2 separate regions of the Hordeum vulgare genome follow, and region 2 is linked to region 1. A link is a contact called in public Hi-C data. All regions are on one chromosome and are shown on one strand. The core of a region is the stretch at or near the end of the contact, and the rest is flanking DNA. Distances in the headings are between cores, read along the strand shown. Region 1 has its middle 27 kb from the start of LOC123427459. Region 2 has its middle 170 kb from the start of LOC123427462.

Region 1 (5,496 bases), core at 1,391-3,890:
TGTTGTTCGAATAATGGATTTTGCATTAATATATGGTTGCATCCATTGTGCTGATGCAAAGGCAAGGGGGTATCCTCCTTTTTCAAGAAAAAAACGAGATCACACCTACAAAATAAATACATTAGATTTATTTCCTATATGAAGTGCAAAAGAATGCCAACAACGCTCTCCTCTTCCCCCGCTGTCGCCGGAGGATGTTCCAAACGACAAGGTTGCTTCTTCCCGACGGGAGCGCTCCGATCTTACGTTTTGATGGAGCTTGTTCGCAGGGCCTGGCCTTGCTATGATGTTGCTTGGGTAGTGGCGACTAGTGTCGGTGGCCTTCAGTGCCTAGATTTACCCGCGGGTCATTGCCGGTGATTCGTTGGCTGGTCGGCAACCTACTCGGCGGTGGCAACAGTGATGCAACAATAATGGTCGCAACACAAGGTTGTGCAAGAGTGGTGTCAGGGCAGGTCGACTACGGCTTGCAATGGCCACAGACTTGCATCGTGTCTCGTCGTTGTTGTCGTCGTTGAACACTGCCATGGTGGCTTCGAAGCACATTCTCGTGAGTTGAATATGTCGATGATGTTTGCCTCTCCTCGGTTTGAGGCAGTTATGCTTGCAAGCATGTATTCCAGTGCATAGTGATGTCGACAACACTTGACAATGGCATTATTTACGCGTGGTGTCCTTATTGAAGACATTGCTTTGGACTCTACTCGGGCGTGCTCTCCTTGGTAAAATATAAAGATCTGATCCTTAGTTGTCTCATCTCGCGATGGCGATGCGTGCATCATGATTCCTTCTTGGAGGCATTGATTTCAAAGAATTTAACTTGCAGTTGGTGAGAAATTTTCTTGCAGTTCATGTGTTGTCAAGGACAGTGGATGTTGTTATTGCTTACAAGCTATAAGCCATTGGCTGCGTCGGTTCTCTTTGTTTTTCCTCCGTTTTCATCCTTTTTTGTGCGCACTCTCATCTCTTGACTTGATCTTAATATTGTGTCATTGCAGAGGCTAAGTGTAATTGGCATCCTCTTAAAATTAATATTTCGGTTCTCTTTGTTTTTCCTCCGTTTTCATCCTTTTTTGTGCGCATTCTCATCTCTTGACTTGATCTTAATATTGTGTCATTGCAGAGGCTAAGTGTAATTGGCATCCTCTTAAAATTAATATTTCGGTTCTCTTTGTTTTTCCTCCGTTTTCATCATTTTTGTGCGCATTCTCATCTCTTGACTTGATCTTAATATTGTGTCATTGCAGAGGCTAAGTGTAATTGACATCCTCTTAAATTAATATTTTACCATTGTTCATAAGAGGATAATGTGGGGTCTGAGTGATATACCTATGTCTTTTAAAGAATGTTCGGTTTTTTTATGATGTTAATACTTTTTGTTCCAAGCCTATGCGCTATGATGTTAGTTCAGAACACGTAGTGGTTTTAGTTATGCCCATTTTTGCCTATGTGGTGTATATACCGATTGCGGGCACACACGGTCGATTTCCTCTTGGTGCTTGAAATCTCTCTTCCGTTTGAGCCTCCTGTCATTGTAAATGACTCCTTATTTAAAAAAAATAAGAGAAAAGGATTGCCATTTAAAAAAAGTGTATTTAGTATCTACTAATTCTTTGACATGGTGACCGTGGGTTGAGTTTGATAAAATTGTAGTCCTTAGCAATATCACAAAAAGATTTCTGAGATAACAGTAAACTTTGATAAAATAAATATATAATGATATTTTTGTGTGTGTGTGGGTGTGTGGGGGGGGGGGGGGGGGGGGAGAGCAAGCAAAAGAAGCAATCTGAATGGTCTATATTTTAAAAGGGCATCAATCTCCAACGGGCGATCAAGGGGGCATGGCGTTTGCGTCGTGCGACATGACAATTTGTTTAAATTACTTTTATTAAAGAAAATTACCATTGTAAAATGCAGTTATGATGGTTCTTCGGTTGTTCGCTAGGATCGCATCCCCGGGTGAACGTTCGCCATATATCTTTTCTCTTTTAAAAACACATCCCCATGTTCAAGTCATTTTCACATGTATTTTATACAACACTCATCCGATACAATCCTCATACGACTTTCCTTATAACTATCGACCAAACGACATAGACATCGTAGTGGACTTGGATCAAGGTCAAGGCTCTCGAAAATCCGCCTGCATTAACAAAAGAAGAAAGATATAAAAGGACAAATCCAATTACACAACTCCCCTAATAACATAGTCGAACCTTGCTCCAAGACAAAACAAAAACAAAAAAGGTTGCAGGCCTGGCTGCCATTGGTGATGCCTCTCCAGCATCAGCCGTGGGCCCCTTTGTCAGCACCTGGACCAGGCAAAACCCCTGACCGGTGAAGTACCCCATGTGGACGGCGCAGCTCTTGAATACAAACGTTTTTGTCACGGTCGCTGAGGACGAGCCAGCCCTGATTAGAGGCGCTTGGTAAACTTCAAAACCAGACCGCCCGGATATGCTAATGCCAAACTGTAAACGAGAAAGAGAGAAAAACGCCGTGGCGCACTGGCGCCTGTAGCATATTTTTGGCGCCTGCACACACGGCGACAACGAACGGGGTGTCCACGGTTCCACCGGTGGCGCGGACGCGCCAAAATGACGAGGGGCGGAACGCGTCGCCGTCTCCACAGCCTCGTCACAGCCTTCCGCTCTGCCGCGTAGGCATCGACAAAACATATGCGGAAATTGCACACGCGCCCACGGGTTTGGCTCGCCTCGCCTTAGCCTTAACCTTAACCCACAAGCCAAAGGCGCCGATAGACAAAACCCAAGTGACATGAAATGATATGAAAGAAGAGATAAAAACGAAAGCGCACTCCCCGCCTCGACTGCCGCTCAATGGATGATATATTGGCTTCGGCCAGCCAGGAGCAAGGCAACAAAAGAGCACAGTGGCTCTCCACGACAAACGGGGAGCCGGGCGCGAGCAGGCAGGCGGACACATATGTGCTCACTTGTTTACACTCGGGGCCAATGGTGCCTTGACGCCGGCTAAAAATACAACAAGGTAGGCAATGGAACGAGTGGCATAGGGCGTGGACCATCGCCGCCCCGACACATGCAACCACTACATCAATTCGCCGAGGAAGGCGCAACAATGCAAAAGATTTGATGACTCAATCTCTTGTCCAGCGTCTCGGCCGTAGTAGGGCGTCCGAGTCCAAACGATGGATGCAGAGAGAGAGAGAGAGAGAGAGAGAGACCTGACGTACCACGGACCTGCATGGCTAGCTGCATCTGCATCGCCCAATCCCAGCCGTGCGTCCTGGACCATCCTGGCCGGCCGGTTGGTCCTCGGTGAGGACAAGGACGATGCTGTTGCTGCTACTAGTCCTCATGGACCCTCATAAATTTCCGCACACCAGTAAAATACTACAGCCACTTGGTCTTGGCAGATTAGTAAGGTGCATGCACTAACCGAACCCCCCCAATCCCCATATATGCGCAGATAAGTAAGCCGCACATACTGCGTATGCATGCATGTTGGCTTTGATCGGACCTCACCAAATGCAAGTTGCAGGGCAGAGAGGCCTAGATTTGCTCACGCGTAACATGGCATGTTGCACGCTCCTATCCAAACATAATGATGCAATCCCTATACGCAGGCCCATATTACTATTCTTAGTGTGCATCTGCTCCAAAAGAAGCGAGTAGGTTGGGTGAGAGGCTACTTGATGTGGGTAGCATCGCGGCAGAAATGATTAGGTCGTTGCTGGATTGGGCAAGTGAAACCACACAACTTGCATCTCCATCACCAACTCACCAAGAAAGAATCTTAAATCATCTCTAGCAGATCCACCGAAATTCTGAAACATACGGGTTGCAAATTATTCAGCTGAAACAAATATGCAAAACAATACTAGGTAATTTGGCAAACTATTTTCGTGCGAGAATTTGTTCGAGATCACGCAACAGTTTACACAAACATAGACTAATTCATCAAACAGAGTTCACACTAGCATACCGAAAGGATTACATACTAAGGAAACCTAACCCTAATCCTAGTTCGTGGGCATGCTCGTCGTGCTCACTTATCGTAGCCGAAGTAATATTTGATGGCGGACTTGCGCAGCGCACCGTGAGCTCCTGCTCCTTCTTGGCGGCCCGAAGCCACTTCTTCGACATTCACTACTGCATGCTCAGTGGCAACTAGCTCTTCGGCAGTGGCGCGACACCTCTTGATGTGGGGCAAGATATGCTTGTCGATCACATGGAAGCCAGCCCACGCGTCTCTTCCTGTTACAGTAGACGCGGGTGCGGTCCCGCCCCTGCCTCAAGCTCCACGCGCGTCACCCCCTGTCGTCGTCATCGCTAGAGTTGGTGAGTATCACCACAACATAGCTGGAGCTTCTAGCCTCTGCGTCGAGGCGGTGCGCTTGCTTGGATGCGCACAGTGGTGGCCGCCACGGCTTCCACACGCATCGACGTGGCCACCACGGTCGCGGCTGGATCCGCTGGCCATGGATCTGTCAAAGACGGGGAAGGAGAAGAGGGAGGCACAATAAATTGCTCGCCAGAGTTGGCTAGGCCTAGCGACGGAGGAGATAAAATTGCACAACAGGGGATAGGGGGAGCTAACCCTAAATGCCCCTCGTACCGATTATATAGCGACGGTGGGGGTGCGTATACGGGTCCCCTGATACTTTTTTATGAGTGAAGCCGATATGTGGTGCCTCTTCTAGCCGTAAAGGAAAACCAATACCCACATACCGGCCAAAAAAATATTGGGTCGGGTGCCTTTTAACGGATTTGCTAGAGACGCTCTTAGGGCATCTTTAGCGGTGACCCTTAAACCGCCTACATCCGTCCAGGCACATTTGCAATCCAACATGGTAGCCCATCGGTTCGGCACCGATCCGTATGAGCGTTTTCTAGCCCTGCATGCTGCCAGAAATGCGACAGGCACCACAGACCGACCCAATACTCTCTCGCTTGCTGAGGGTGTCCTGGATTTGGGGGTACCAGCCCATTCGGTTTGATGTCCACGGGCTGAACTAGAACCCACTTAACCAACCGCCTAGAGGACATCCGAAGTTGTGGGCCTCGTCGTGAGCAAGATGGAAGCCATCCAGCATGTTATTCCTTAGCTCGCAACCTACGTTGTGTAAACCTAGATACCCTCGGCGCCTATATAAGCCGGGGTTTTAGGTCCATAGAGGCACAATTACTTCCATTAGGGTTTAGAGCATAGACACACGATCTCGAGGTAGATCATCTTGTACTCGATACCTCGTCACATCAATATAATCAAGCATGACATAGGGATTTACCTCTTCGAGAGGGTCGGAACCTGGGTAAATATCATGTCCCTTATCTCATGTTACCCATTGATCCTAGATCCATAGCTCGAGCCACCTACTCGAGATTAGCCAAATTTAGCACCGACATGGGTGGCCCATGTAGGTCCCTCTATGTTGTTAGTCACGTTCTATGGCTAATCTTCAGATCAGCATCAATAACGGTTGTGGTGACAAATTCGTCCCCGGCCAGCTTT
Region 2 (5,496 bases), core at 1,531-4,030, 240 kb before region 1:
TTTAGTAGATTCATCACTGATATTGAGTCTATTTCCAGAAGAATTGGTTGGTCTGAACGTTGAAGAGACAAAGAAAGCCCTTCTATACAAGCACACAGTTCCGTTTCCATAGCATCCCTACAAGAGAAAGGGGTTCTGCAAGGTGAGAAATTCTTGTGTCATCTCGAAGTATCATCCCCGCACCCGCAGTTCCATCAGCCGACCGAGATCCATCCGTATTCAGTTTGGCCTAATTCTACGGCGGAGCAATCCACTTACATGTATTCTCATCCTTCTTCAGAGACTTTTTTGGAGTTTCAATATAATCCAACATAGCAGGCCCTGTCCCTTCGACTGGGTCGCAGATAAAATCTTGTTTAATGCTCATCATAGAATTGAAGTAACTTGACAGGAAACTTATAGGAACTTCGAGGGGCGGAAACCTTCAGTTTCTCTTCAGTCTAACCGTCCGTGATGTTTTTGTTGTCGCAACGCCTGCTGCTAAGACGGGGAGGATGTTAGAGATATATTTGGTAATCAGAGATTACCCGGGATTAGATAGGAATTGTTATAATCTTATCCCCAGGAGACTTGCCCTCCAAGTATTATATATATATATATATTCTCGTTCTCAAGGCTCAATACAACAAGCACCACATTACGGTAAACGGGGTTGCTAAATTTCAGTCGACCGAGATTTAACGAAGTCTAAGTCAATGTTATATTCATGAGATCTAACATGGAGTATATATTTTCTCACTTTAGTGGGACTTTGGTAAGTCTTAATGACTGAGGTCCAGCCACAGCCTTACGCAAACTCTCTCCTCTCTATTCCTTTTCACGAAAACATCTCATGACGTAGGATTTCCTGGTCACCTGTTGTTATCTTACCCCAGAATCTGCCTTCTGTCAAAGCTTGCAACGCGTTTACACGGAGAGAGCCTATATGGAAACGTGAGAATTAATGCACGGGCATGGCTGGATTAGCAGTTGTTGCCCACTGAAGCGAAGCATGGCCGGATCTCAGCCGCCGTGTTTTGACCGAACTGGTAATGCGGCTTGAATGCATTTTTGGCGGCAATGATGGACGACGCTGGCCCGTTGCCGAAGTCGTTGGAGGCAGCACTACCGTGATGATGACGACGAGCGCTGCCCCGCCCTGGCACGGGACACCGGAATCTGACGCTCCTCGGCGCGCGCCTCCCTGTCTATGTCTTTGTGGTTCACGAGTGGTGGTGGATATTTGCCCTGCCGCTGCCTCTGTACCGGCCCGGTGGTCCAATCTCATCCGTTGTGCTGGTTGTTGCAGCGGCAGGGCTTGCTTCACGTTTGGTCTTCCTGTGCGGCGGGGCCAGCGGCGGGCATACGTGTCGACCCGTCGTTCGCGCGACGCGCCGCTGCCCGGTGTGCATGGTCGATCGGACGGCGCGCGGCTCCGCCCCGGGCGAGCATGCAGGGCGGGGATTTGCATGCGCTCCCTGCGACAGTGCTATGCAGGTAAAGGGCTACGAGGGCCAGGGTGAATGATGCGACGTAGCCTGTCGCCCATGCATCTCGTCGCCGTCCCCAACAACAACATGGCCGGCCGGCCGGCCGGGCTGGCTCGATCGCGCCCTATAGTGGCCCTGCCTGCTGCTGTGCTGCACTGCAGGGTCGGGGCGTATGTGTATCAGTGGACGCGCGTGTGCGCGTGTGGGCACTGTGGCCTTCAGCGCCAGCCGTAACCCTCGATCGACCAACGCTCAGATTCCCGGGTTTTCATCTCGCGAATCATCATGGGCAGCACAAGAAATCCTTGTTTTCTCGGACAGGCAGTCGTGCAGTTTGCAAGCTGGAGTAGCTACTAGCTAGCAGTGGCATGTTCATTGTCGAGTCAAGGTTTGAAAGTCTAGACCGATGGTTGAGCACCCATTTTCCTTGACCCGGGAAAAGCAAGCACCGCCCTCTCCACCGGCATTCGTATATATGTCAAACTACGTTGCTTTCGCGGCGCTCGATTCGCGCAACAAGTTGCACCGTCACCACGTACTGATGCCACACAGCGCGGCGCCGATCGAGCGTGTCTCCTGCGTTCGAATAGGGGTCTCCCCGGCGACGACGACTCCGTCTCGGTTGTAGCGTAGCTGCATGGGATTCCGACGGGACGGCGTTCGCGGTCGCCCACGGCGCGGCGACCGTGCCGACATGCGCAGCGCCGCGCCCATGTCGTCGGCACGTCACTCCGCGAGCGGTGGTCAAGGAAAAACCAAAGCCCGCTCGATCTGCCTCTGCGGGCGACTCGAGAGGCTTCCCTGGGTTATTGGTCGAGGTAGGGACATGTCTGCACTGCACTGCACTGCACTGCATCGGCGTCGATCCATGGGTACAGCGTACAGGCCACTGGCCACGGGCACAATTATATTTTCCATTGCGATCTGACTGTAAAGACGATAATTGGTTGGCTAGCCCTAGCTAGCGTAGCTAGCGGCCTGGGGGGGAACGGGGACTGTTACGGATTGCACGCCACAGTTAGATAAAGTGGCCGGAGCCTAGCGTTAGCGAGCTAGAGAGGCTGACAGCGATCGAAACGGGCACTGCACTGCACCGACTGTCGTTTTTGCAACAACTTGTTGCGTGTCTAGTCCAGGCAGTGCGCGAGTGGGTGAGATGGAGGACCGAAATCCAGCTCCAGCCAAGGGTCCCGGCCCGGGCAGTGATGATCGGTCGAGCAGCTGGATAAGCTCAAGGACCCTTTGTGGTGATGCATATTTGAGATGATTCCAGCTCGGGAGCAGGGATCCATCTATCTGCTCTAGGGTTGGTGCTGCAGAGAATCCCTGCTTCGCCCCCGGGCATCATCACTGCATGGGCATACCAAGGGAGTGGGTGAAAGGGAGAGAGAGAGAGAGAGAGAGATCTGTTGCCCAACTGCCAGCAGCTGCTCCCCTGAGCCAGGTCCGTGCATGACACCACCCTCTTGCTCCCCACGGACGCAACAATAGGGGAAGACACACCAGAGGGTTTTGTTCCGACGGGAACTTTGTGCCTTTGTACCTAGGCCAAATCCAACCCACGAACTCAAATAAATTTTCATTTTGTCTAGATTTTATCTGTTTGGGTAGGACAATCGGTGGCGTATGGCCTATTCTGTGCATGCGCTGGCCGTGCGTTGTGCATCTGGTCCGCCACGGCCAAAGGACCCCCTTATTTCTTTTGGCATTGAAACTTTTTTTATTTCATTAAAGATACATACATGCATCAACTCTTTGCTACGAGAGTAAGATAAAAAAAACAAGTACTACAATTAAATATTTTAATAGATCGATTTATTATTCTTTTCGATATCAAAACATGCATTCCCTTTACACACAAATTTGAGCAAATAAGCTATAGAAATTCCACCAAAGCCTAGAAGAAAACTGAACCTAGAGAAGCACATACCCCATCCTTTTTGCACTTGACGAAGATCCATTGGAGATGTTCCGGTGTCGTAGATCTACTGGTTGGCCAACGCTCGGGCCGAGGGGAGCACCAAGCGGGTGACTATGCTACTAGGAGGAGGAGAAGGAGGAGGAGGAGGGGAGATGGGGGACGGGCCGGAGAGCGAGATAGAGAAAAATTGCCGGCGACGCTATGTGGGAGGGTTTGCTCGGGGGCGCGGCAAGCGGGGGAGGGGGAGAGAAAAAGGGGGTGCACACGTCCCCAGCGGGCGGGCCAAGGGAGGACATGGGCATGCGTCTTGCCCATCCGCCTGTGTACACTTTGGCGCAAACGTGGCCCAAATATGGACTGGGAATGAGGCGAAAGCGGATGAAAAACAAACAATTGTCTGTTTGCTCGCACGCGCTGGTTTGTGTTTTCTGTCCGCTTACCCCTAAACGAACACTACCGGACGATTTGGGGTCGTGCATTGGAGTTGGCCTTAGGCCAAATCCAGCACACGACCCCGTCTTGTCTGGGTGCGTCTGTTTTGACCAAAATGGATAGTCGGCACGGCCGAACGCATGACCACATCTGCATAATGTATCTATTTCACATTCGGCCCGCCCCATTCCTAAAGCAAATTTGCTCGAGGTTTGCGTCCGGAGGACAACCAATGGAGCCACGCGCCCAAACTTCTCTTCTGCGTCGAGCTCGCATGGCAGGCGGCCACCTACATTCCATCGTCCAAAATTAATCCGTGTGTGCGGGGTGGTCCGCTTGTTAGCCACCCATCTGCCCTGGTCGTCGTCGTTCTTAACGCGGAAGCCGTGAACCGGTTAGTCCATAGCTTTCACTTTCGAGCCCTCATGCCTCCTCGAGCCCCAACACGAGTGAAACCCTAGCCGTCGGTCTTCCTATTCCTCTTGCCAACCGTCATCGGGGGCGGCATTTGCTCGGCAAGGGAAAGCACAACCATGAGGCCGGATCCTCCTTCGGTCCCCGCTGCTCCACTAACTCCACGCCACCCGATACGCCCACATTGGCGATCTCGCCAACGGGGGCGCCGCAACGCTGCAGGCCGTACATCAACACAAGAATCTCCTGTAACTCTTGGGAGATGGCGATGCCACTGCCGTGAAGCGATGCTCACCTTCCCAACAACTCGCAACTCTCCACGAACAGGGTGCCCATCCCAGCGATCACAGTGAGCGACCACGCCTGCCATGACGAGATCGACAGGCATCGTGCCCGTCTGCCACCAGAACTCCTCTTTGACCGCAGGTTCGTCGTGGAATTGCCGCTATGGGATACATGGCTTCGCGATGATCATGATCTCCGACGACAATATTTTTTTGTCGATCGTCCTCCGAGCCTGCGTCGGCCGCGTCTTGCCTGCAGTGCGCGTGCTCGCAGTCCGCCCCAGACGCACGGGGCGTACGTCTGTGTGTGGCGTCACACCGACGCAAATCCCCCCTCCCCGCCAACACCACCTCCCATGACAGAAGAGGATGATGCCTAACCCATGAGGTGGGTCATGTAGGACTCCATAACCACCCAATGACGAACACCAGTGGGAGAGCCTCAAAAACCAAGTTGGCCATCATCGAGGCCGACGATGTCGCCATCGTGGAGCGCGAGATGGGCTTCAGCAGGTGCATTAGGAGGTCGTTGAGGAGCCCACCATCATCTTATGGAACCCATGGCTAGTGGGTCAGAGATGGACGTGGACGTCCACAGCGACAAAGATGGCGGAATGGATGAGTGCCGAGCCATGGGCGCCCATGCCACCACGACCACTGGACCCATCCCCACCATGCGAAGAGGTTGTGCATGCGTCTCCGTCCATGCAACCATCGCAGGAGCCACTAGCCCACTGCTACTGCAACAACAGACCTTCCTTGACAACGGCGCCAGGAATCCTTCTGTCACGGGCTACGCCTATAGGGACTTCCTTGGCAAATATGCAAAGGATTTCCCTGCGGCCTTGGAGCCTTGCGTTGGTGTTCCCTTGAAGAGGAAAGGGTGATGTAGCACAGCGGCGGTAAGTATTTCCCTCAGTTTGAGAACCAAGGTATCGATCCAGTGGGAGGCTCGCGTCGAGTCACAAGTACCTGC

The links. A called contact is a pair of places that touch in the nucleus more often than the background predicts.
Region 2: a contact with region 1 is called in a Hi-C map of leaf, with 3 times the contacts expected there. The contact joins two enhancer-like sites. A contact is called at or near these places in 2 of 6 Hi-C or Micro-C datasets (both in leaf).

The regions. Positions count from the first base shown.
Region 1 is chr2H:585,110,220-585,115,715 of MorexV3_pseudomolecules_assembly, reverse strand. No RefSeq gene overlaps it. Among protein-coding and RNA genes, the nearest start is that of LOC123427459, 27 kb to the right of the region's middle. Within about 2 kb of position 2,640, at least 3 of the 3 cell types and tissues checked have open chromatin away from gene starts, as enhancers often do. A contact at or near this core is called in leaf, where this site is marked.
Region 2 is chr2H:585,352,490-585,357,985 of MorexV3_pseudomolecules_assembly, reverse strand. No RefSeq gene overlaps it. Among protein-coding and RNA genes, the nearest start is that of LOC123427462, 170 kb to the left of the region's middle. Within about 2 kb of position 2,780, at least 3 of the 3 cell types and tissues checked have open chromatin away from gene starts, as enhancers often do. A contact at or near this core is called in leaf, where this site is marked.